Linked DNA regions of Gossypium hirsutum: region 2 is linked to region 1. Evidence: chromatin contacts called from public Hi-C data. All regions are on one chromosome and are shown on one strand. The core of a region is the stretch at or near the end of the contact, and the rest is flanking DNA. Distances in the headings are between cores, read along the strand shown.

Region 1 (4,060 bases), core at 927-3,426:
AAATATGAAAGCAGCAGAGAATGTACTTTATTGATCAAAGGGATGATTACAATGCTTCATCAGAGTTTCTATTTAAAGGCATAAGAAGTATAAAAGAAGTAGCGATCTAATTCTAATAACTATTAGAATTTAAAGTACATTAAAACTTTATCTTGATCATAATGGATATCCACTTAATAAGATATTCATAACAAATAAAAATTTATTACTCTATTATTCTGATATATTGTTATGGCATAAAATTATTAACACATAAAATTGTAATACCAAAATTTTGAACAAAATATCATAAATAGAGTAACAAAAATAAGTAATTATATACGTACTTTAAACAAATTAGTTTATTGGGGCAAGTGTCCAAATTATGCTATAGCAATCATGAACTTTGTTTGAGAAAATGAACTTAATATTGTTAACTTCAACACTCTTCTGATTAGCATGCAATATTTCTCTACAAAGGCCAAAGCTTTGAAAAGTCACTACATATCATCTCTATATTGTAGGAAACCTCTACAGTAGGATATGAAACATATTTGAAAATGTTGAAAAAGATAGGAGATGACTTCACAAATTTAATTAGAAGCGTTTTATTGAAAAAAAAAAGTGTTTTTGGGATTCCTAGGATAACTAAAAGTATAAATCATTATATTTATCTCAATTTTTACAAATAATAACTCAAATTTGAAATTATTTAAAATTAAACGGTTAATATTTTGACAATAAAAACGTAGCATCTTATTGGACAAAAACACAACCTATAAGATGAGATGTTGCCTCAACATAAAACACATTCTACAGGGAGCTTTCGCTTCTGTGATAATTAACTATGGAAAATTGGTTTACTTAATTATTCTAAAAGAAAACCTATATTCTTTATTTTAAAAAAAACCCAACGATTTTACCTAATTACTAAATTCCCCCCTAGAGTTGATCATGGGCTGGGCGGCCCGGCTAGGCCCGAAGGCCCGCCCGAAAAATGAGAGGGTTTGGGTAAAAATATAGGCCTGAAAAATGGGCTTGGGCAAAAAAACGAAGCCCGTTTAGAAAACGGGCCGAGCCACAAGTAAGAGTTTTTTGGCCCAGGCCCGGCTCGGCTCGGCCCGAATTATATATTAATATATATTTTTATTTTATTTTTAATCATTTTAAATTTTTAATATAACTATTTTTTATTATATTGTCAATTTATGTATTGTTTTAAGAATTGCTTTAGTATTATTTTTATTTTTTTAATATTTGTTTTTATATTTTTAAATATATTTGATTTATTATATTTTTAAAATTTTTATTTAATGAAATAAGTAAAAAAAATTAATATGGGTCGGGCCGGGCCGGGCTTGGGCTTAGCAATTTTATTTCTAGCCGAGCTTGGACAAATTTTTAGGCCCATATTTCGGGCCAGGCCAAACTCGAACCTAATAGACGGGCCTAAAATTTTGTCTGGACCCGGCCCATGATCACCTCTACCCCCAACTCTATCAAATAATGTTTTAGTTGATTTTTTATTTTGAAAAATATGATTGATTTTCAATCCTTTTGCCATCTAATAAAATATGGTGAAATGTCCCGTGTACCCTTAAAAGGATTTTCCTTCAAGAAAAGCAAAATCTCGGACTGCATACCCCGCGTGATAACAAAGTGCAAATTAGTTTCCAGTTCCCAACTATCACCATCATCTCTTGCTCATTCTTAAGTATTTTTTATTCTTTATTTTTTATACAAAAAGTTTAAAATAAAATTAAAGAATAAATATCAAAATTATATATCAATTATAATTTAACGTATAATTGTATATATTAATTTTAATTTTATGTAATTTTATATAATAAATTTTGATTTGATCAAATTTTTATAAATTATTAATACAATTATTGATATAACATCATTTTATATTTATATATTGCATAAAAAACTATACTTATTTAATATGAAAATAAATTGATATATTTTTCTCTTTAAATATATATGATTTACTTAAAATTAAAATTTTAAGTATAAATTTAAATCACAATTAAAAATTTACGTGCATAACTATACCAAATTAAAATTCATGTACATAATTACATATTAAATTAAAATTAATGCATAATTTTAATATTTATCTCTAAAATTAAAAATTAAAGTTGAAGCAGTAAAAAGTTTTTTACTTTGGTAAACATGGTAATTGAAGGGCGCGTGATTCAGCGAACGAATAGAATAGGCGTGGGTCTAAAGTTGACACTTTTTGGAAAAGGAAAATATAGCCTTTCACTGCTTTCTACTACTCTGTTTACATTGCTTTGCTCAAATTCCACATTTTCTTCACTGAAAGCAGCAGCTAAACAAGGGCCGCTCTCTTTGCCTCACTTATCAATACCCTGTCAGTGCCTGCGTCAGCTCAAAGCAGAGATGGGAGAAGGAAAGGGCTCAACCCTAGTGCACCTTCTGGTGGTAGTCCTTAGCCTGGTCGCATTTGGGTTTGCCATTGCAGCCGAGAGAAGAAGAAGCGTTGTAAGCCCATTCTTTACTCTTTTCAGCTTTGCTTTAGATACCTCAAGCATCCCTTTCAATCTTCTTTTTTGGGGGGGTTTTAGTGCTTACTATTTTTGTATCTGATGTTTGAGTTGATAAAGAAACTAGGCTTTCTGAGGTGTGATATGTAGAGATCTGTGGGGTTTTAGAGTGAATTTTGATGGTTTTTGTTCGGATGGTATGTTTTAAGTTTCAGCTCCTCTGCAACTATTTCTTTATTCCATGATTCTACATGTAGAATATGTTATTAAATTATTCTTCTTTTTTCAATTATTTTTTGTTGAAGATCTACGTTTAAGTTCATTAATTTACTCTCAAAATACATTATTTGTTCTTTCAATTGATGATATTTTAGTTCATTCCTTTCATGACTCACATGGCCCTCAAAAATAATGTGAACATTGTGCCTGATCTATCAGGAAAAAAAGAAAAGTTATAATAGTAAAAGCCCAATTTCAGCCAATTTGAGAAGCTTCTACATTGAGCATCTGGATTTCCCATTCCCCCTTCCCCGGTCAATGTCCGCTTCTTCAAACTTTCTTTTTATGGCAATGGCACTTCTCACATAATCTGAATGAGGCATCTGATGGTACATTGTCTTGAAATAGTAATTTATTTCATTGGTTTTTAATCCTATAAGCCACTATACACTAACTTCAATACTCTCCAGAGAGAAGGAAATATAAAATCATTTTTCTGACATTTCAATAAAAGATATCTCCAGCTTTACTATATAGTAAACATATTTAACAAGAAAGAATCACAGAATAGTGTACCTATTTAATTGTTCATACTTGTACTGAGCCGGTAATACTAAATTTCCTGCAAAGAGCCACCTGCTTCTTAATACATTGTCTGCAAGATATCTGTTGAAATACTTGACAATATGAAGTAAGATGCGCTTTTGCGTGCACTTATCCTAGCGTGGATTAGGCTTACATTGCTTCTTTCAACCTTATTTAATGCAGTAATATCTAGTGCAGTTTCTTGTAAGGTCCAAAACTTGTGATGCATAGGTACCTAATGAAGCACGTAATTATTTCAATGTGAAACTAAAGAAATATGCATGCTGACATCTCTCTAATATTAGTGCACTTGATATGTAGCTGAATTTTTTGTTTAATTTGAAATGGTCAGAAATTTGGGCTGCTGATAGGACTATGTTTAGGGTTTTAAGGTTTGGGGTCATTTCTATGTATGTAGTTATTGTATTTTGTAAAGCAGTAGGGATTGGATATGACTTCGCTATTGGCAAATTTCAACCTCCTTCTGGAGATATTTTAAGCCCGAACATCAGTTAGCCTCATGTGCATTGTTTAATTTATGACCTTTTAACCTTTACTTTACTGCATTGCAGGGCACTGTTGTTAAAGATGACATAACAAATTCTACATATTGTGTCTACAACTCGGATGTTGCCACTGGCTATGGAGTAGGTGCTTTCTTGTTTCTTCTTTCTGGCGAATCGCTGTTGATGGGAGTTACAAAGTGCATGTGTTTTGGGAGGCCATTAGCACCGGGTAGTGATCGAGCTTGGTCTATCATATAT
Region 2 (4,060 bases), core at 1,162-3,661, 430 kb before region 1:
GTCCGTGGAGAGGTGAAAGAGTTGCTTTGGTTCAAGTCAGGAAAGAATTTGACTAAGAAAGAAAGGCTCTATGTTTCATAAAGATAGAAGCATATTATATAAGAGCAGAAAATCAAAGAAAAAAAACAAATCTAGAGTAATAGAAGAGCAAGCATAAACTGAATGATGCAAAACCCAGAAACAAATAGATTTTAAATAAAGCATAAAAGAAGAAGAAGAAGAAGAAGATTCTTCAACAGACTGATACAAATTCTAAACAGATGCAAAATCCAAATAGATTCTTCAACAAATGAATAAAAAAGGAAGAAGAAGATTTGAGTGAGAGAGGTGAAAAATTGAATGAAATACAGAGTAAAGCATAAAAAAGTTACATTGAGCTTTGTTTCAGGAAGGGAACTGGTCCAATTGGATGAAGAAAGAGAAGGACGGAAGGAGGAGGAAAGATGGAAAATGTCTTATAGAAATAAAATTGGTAAGACATTTTCCCCAAAATCCCTGCTCATTTTCCCGTGTTTCTAAATATTTTACCAATGTAAGTGATTTTCAAGCAAACAAACTCTGGAAAACTAGGAAAACATTTTCCGGAAAATGTTTTCCTGGTAAACAAATAGACCCTAAAATGACATACCATGCTAGCTTTTCAAGTTGTCAAAATTCCAAGGTTAACAATGGCTTCTTTCTCCATTTACAAATGGTGAAGAAGAAAATGAAAAAGATGAATAAAGCATTTTGGTTTTATTTATTTTAATTTAATTGATCAAATTACCATTTTAACCTTGGTTAATAAATAAATAAAACACCAATTTCATGCCATAATTGTCCACTAACTCCTTGAATGGTCTAATTACCAATTAAATCCCTTTTCCTTTATTCAACTAACCATTTAATCACTCAAATCAAATAGTGATCAAATTTTACATCTTTTACGATTTAGTCCTTTTTAATTAATTAACTATCGAAATGTTAAAATTTTTCAACGAAACTTTAAAACCACCTTAATGGCACTCCAATATTTACGGCTCGGTTTATAGAAACGAGGTTCCAATACCTCATTTTCTAAAACCATTTGACCTTAGGGTCTTACCACTAGAACTTAATTAATTGCTTAAATAATATAAATTATCACATCCAAAACTTTTTTAAAATCACATTTGACTCATAATAATATTTACGAACTTATTCGTCAAATTTATTGGCTCCGAAACCACTATTTTTGACACCACTGAAAAACGGGCTATTACAGATTCATTAGTGCAATTGGAATAAACTATGCGATATAAAAGAAGATGGGGGAATGAGATTCAAGAATCTATCTAAATTTAGTTTGGCCCTCCTTGCAAAATAGGGACGATGTTTAATGCATTACCCTGATTCGCTATTAGCTAGAACTTTGAAAGCTAAATAATATCCAAATGATGATTTCATGCATTTAGAGTTAGGTAATTACCTTTCTTATACCTAGAGGAGCATATGGACGACGAAGAGATTGCCGAAGAAATTGGGGACTCCAAGGAATGAACCAAATCATTAAAACCAAAGAGGCTACCCTTGATTAAAGCTTGTGGTTTCTCCTGGATTTCAGAATTAGAAGTCGGCAAAAATATAAAAGTAAATGGAAAAAAAAGAAGAAATTGGAATCCTTGAAGGGGTCAATTTTGATGCTACCTTGGAGTGCCAATTTCCAGAACATGAAACAAATTGGAGAAGAAACAAGACACAATGGATTTGGAATTCTAAAGCAAATTGGATGGATTTGAAGAGCGAATTGAATGAAACCCTTCAACTATGGTTGCTTAATCTTCAAGCCTTGATTAAATTTTTTAAAAATTAATTTCATATATTTTTTTAAAAATGGAATTTATAAATTGATTAAGAGGATGAGTGAATTAGATGGATATGCAATTGAGCATACTTAAATAATGATTAGTAGATTATCTTGAAAGATTTTAACACCAATCTTAAAAAACATAATAAAATAAACTATTTTTAATAAACTAAATAGACAAACAAAATTATAATATATAATACACCAAATAAACACACATATAACTATTCCCATTCAGATTCCCACTATAGCAAATCAAATGAATTATATATATAAATTTCCATTGCCTACTGATTCCATATGACTTAAGGATAGCAGCCAACACACTAACACTAACCCTTATGTGAAGATTAGGCTCCAAAGTTAGGTTGACCTCGGAACATGACTTGAGGAATGATTTTCGTGTTTAAAGAGAGAATTCATGGAACATATCCTGTTTTATCATTGAATAATTATTTTTAAATAATAAAATGAGTTGGATCAGGCTGAAAAATTTAGCCCAAGTCCACCCAAATCATACCCAGCCCATGAAGGCAGTACGGGCGGCGGTATTTGAATTAAAACATAGATTTACAAAAATGCCCTTAAAAACTAAAATAATTCCCTCGTCTCCTCTAAAGATTACACATCTTATCCGTTTCCACAAACATCAAAGTGTAAAGCATTTGAGCATTAAAATCATACATGACATAGCTTTTTACATTTCATCTTCAACATCTTCACTGCAATGGCAACCATGCTCTCACTCTCTCCAAATCCTCCCATCACAACTTTACCCTCTCTTCGTTCCAGTTTCAAGGTTCTTCTTTCCCTCTCTCTTTTATTTTATGTTCCACTTCGGATTGCTTACTTGAATTCCCCCTCCGCCCCTATTTGTTGCAGGGAAATCTGAGGAATTTAAAACCAAACCCTTTTCACATTATTCGTATCAGGACCAAGCAGCAAGGGGTAGAGGCACGAAAGGGGACACGGTCTTTAGTGGTTGTGAACCAAGCAGCAACAACCCAAGTGTCGGTTACAGCTTCTAATATGAGGTTTCGGTTGGACAACCTGGGACCTCAGCCTGGGTCAAGAAAGAAAGGGAAGAGAAAGGGGAGAGGAATATCGGCTGGACAAGGTGGGAGCTGTGGGTTTGGAATGAGGGGTCAAAAATCACGTTCTGGCCCAGGTGTTAGAAAGGGATTTGAGGGTGGCCAAATGCCACTCTATAGGCGTATCCCCAAATTGAGAGGAATTGCCGGAGGTAATCTTTATTTATTTATTTTTACTTCAAATGCTTTATTATGGAATTGTGGTTTCTGGGTTAGAATTCCTGGGATAATGGAGCTGGTGCTGGGGTGTTTATAAGTAAAATCATTTTCTTCTTCCCATTTATGGTAGGGAGCATAAAAAGCTTGTCTTAGGGAGAAAATATAAATATATAAATGTGCACATGTCAAATATTTATGGAAGATATTTCCAATGTAACTAAAAAGCTGAAATGCTAAACCAGTTTTTACTGAAATTTATCAACACCTCTAGTATTTTAATAAAACTTCGTTTACCCTTAGTAGTGCCCCTCCCAAGCTACCAAAATTATCCATTGTGTTGAAGGAGAAAATCTGAGGATGGTTTTACAAGGTAGAGATTCTGATGCTGATAATGCTTTAGAGGAGTTTGAAGGATTTTCCTTACTCATATTGTTAGGATTTTCTTTTTTCTTCTTTTGTGAATTTATTTTGAAGCTTAGTTGTAGTATCCGTTACTATGGAGCTCTTGCTTATCCTATGGCTAGTCTTAAGGCCCCAAAAGCTTTGTTCACATTTGCATTTGTGTTACAAAAGCCTAACCTTCTTGTAATATATTTTGAGATCAAATTGAATGAATCTAGTAAAAAGGGCAAGATAATGATTACCATTATTGCCTCATTTGAGAATTTGAAGAACATAAGAGAACTTAATATGCTAAATGGAACTAATTATTTAAGACAAAAATGAAGCCTTTTATTATGGTTAACAGTTTCACTGTGAAATATTGCTTTAGGGTTATTCCTACCCAAGTTTGCATAGAACCGCTTATATTGACTACATTCATTTTGAAGTAAATAGTGACTCACAGTGTACCCCTTCGTTTTCCTAGATATAAAAGGTTTTCATCATCTATTTGTTTAAATGAGTTAGGTCAAGTATATTGATCAAACAAGAGGAGGATGGAATTTGTTCTAAAACGAATTAGTATGTTTTTTAGAAAAGCAAG

What was found. A called contact is a pair of places that touch in the nucleus more often than the background predicts.
Region 2: a contact with region 1 is called in a Hi-C map of leaf, with 3 times the contacts expected there. The contact joins the promoter of LOC107886635 here to the promoter of LOC107886637 in region 1. A contact is called at or near these places in 6 of 34 Hi-C or Micro-C datasets (all in leaf).

The regions. Positions count from the first base shown.
Region 1 is chrA03:102,345,748-102,349,807 of Gossypium_hirsutum_v2.1, reverse strand. It overlaps LOC107886637, which reads left to right and starts at 2,176. Exons shown (of 3, transcript XM_016810668.2): 1 at 2,176-2,490; 2 at 3,869-4,060. The coding sequence starts at 2,389.
Region 2 is chrA03:102,780,379-102,784,438 of Gossypium_hirsutum_v2.1, reverse strand. LOC107886635 (50S ribosomal protein L15, chloroplastic) reads left to right here and starts at 2,411. Exons shown (of 4, transcript XM_016810665.2): 1 at 2,411-2,624; 2 at 2,708-3,068. The coding sequence starts at 2,553.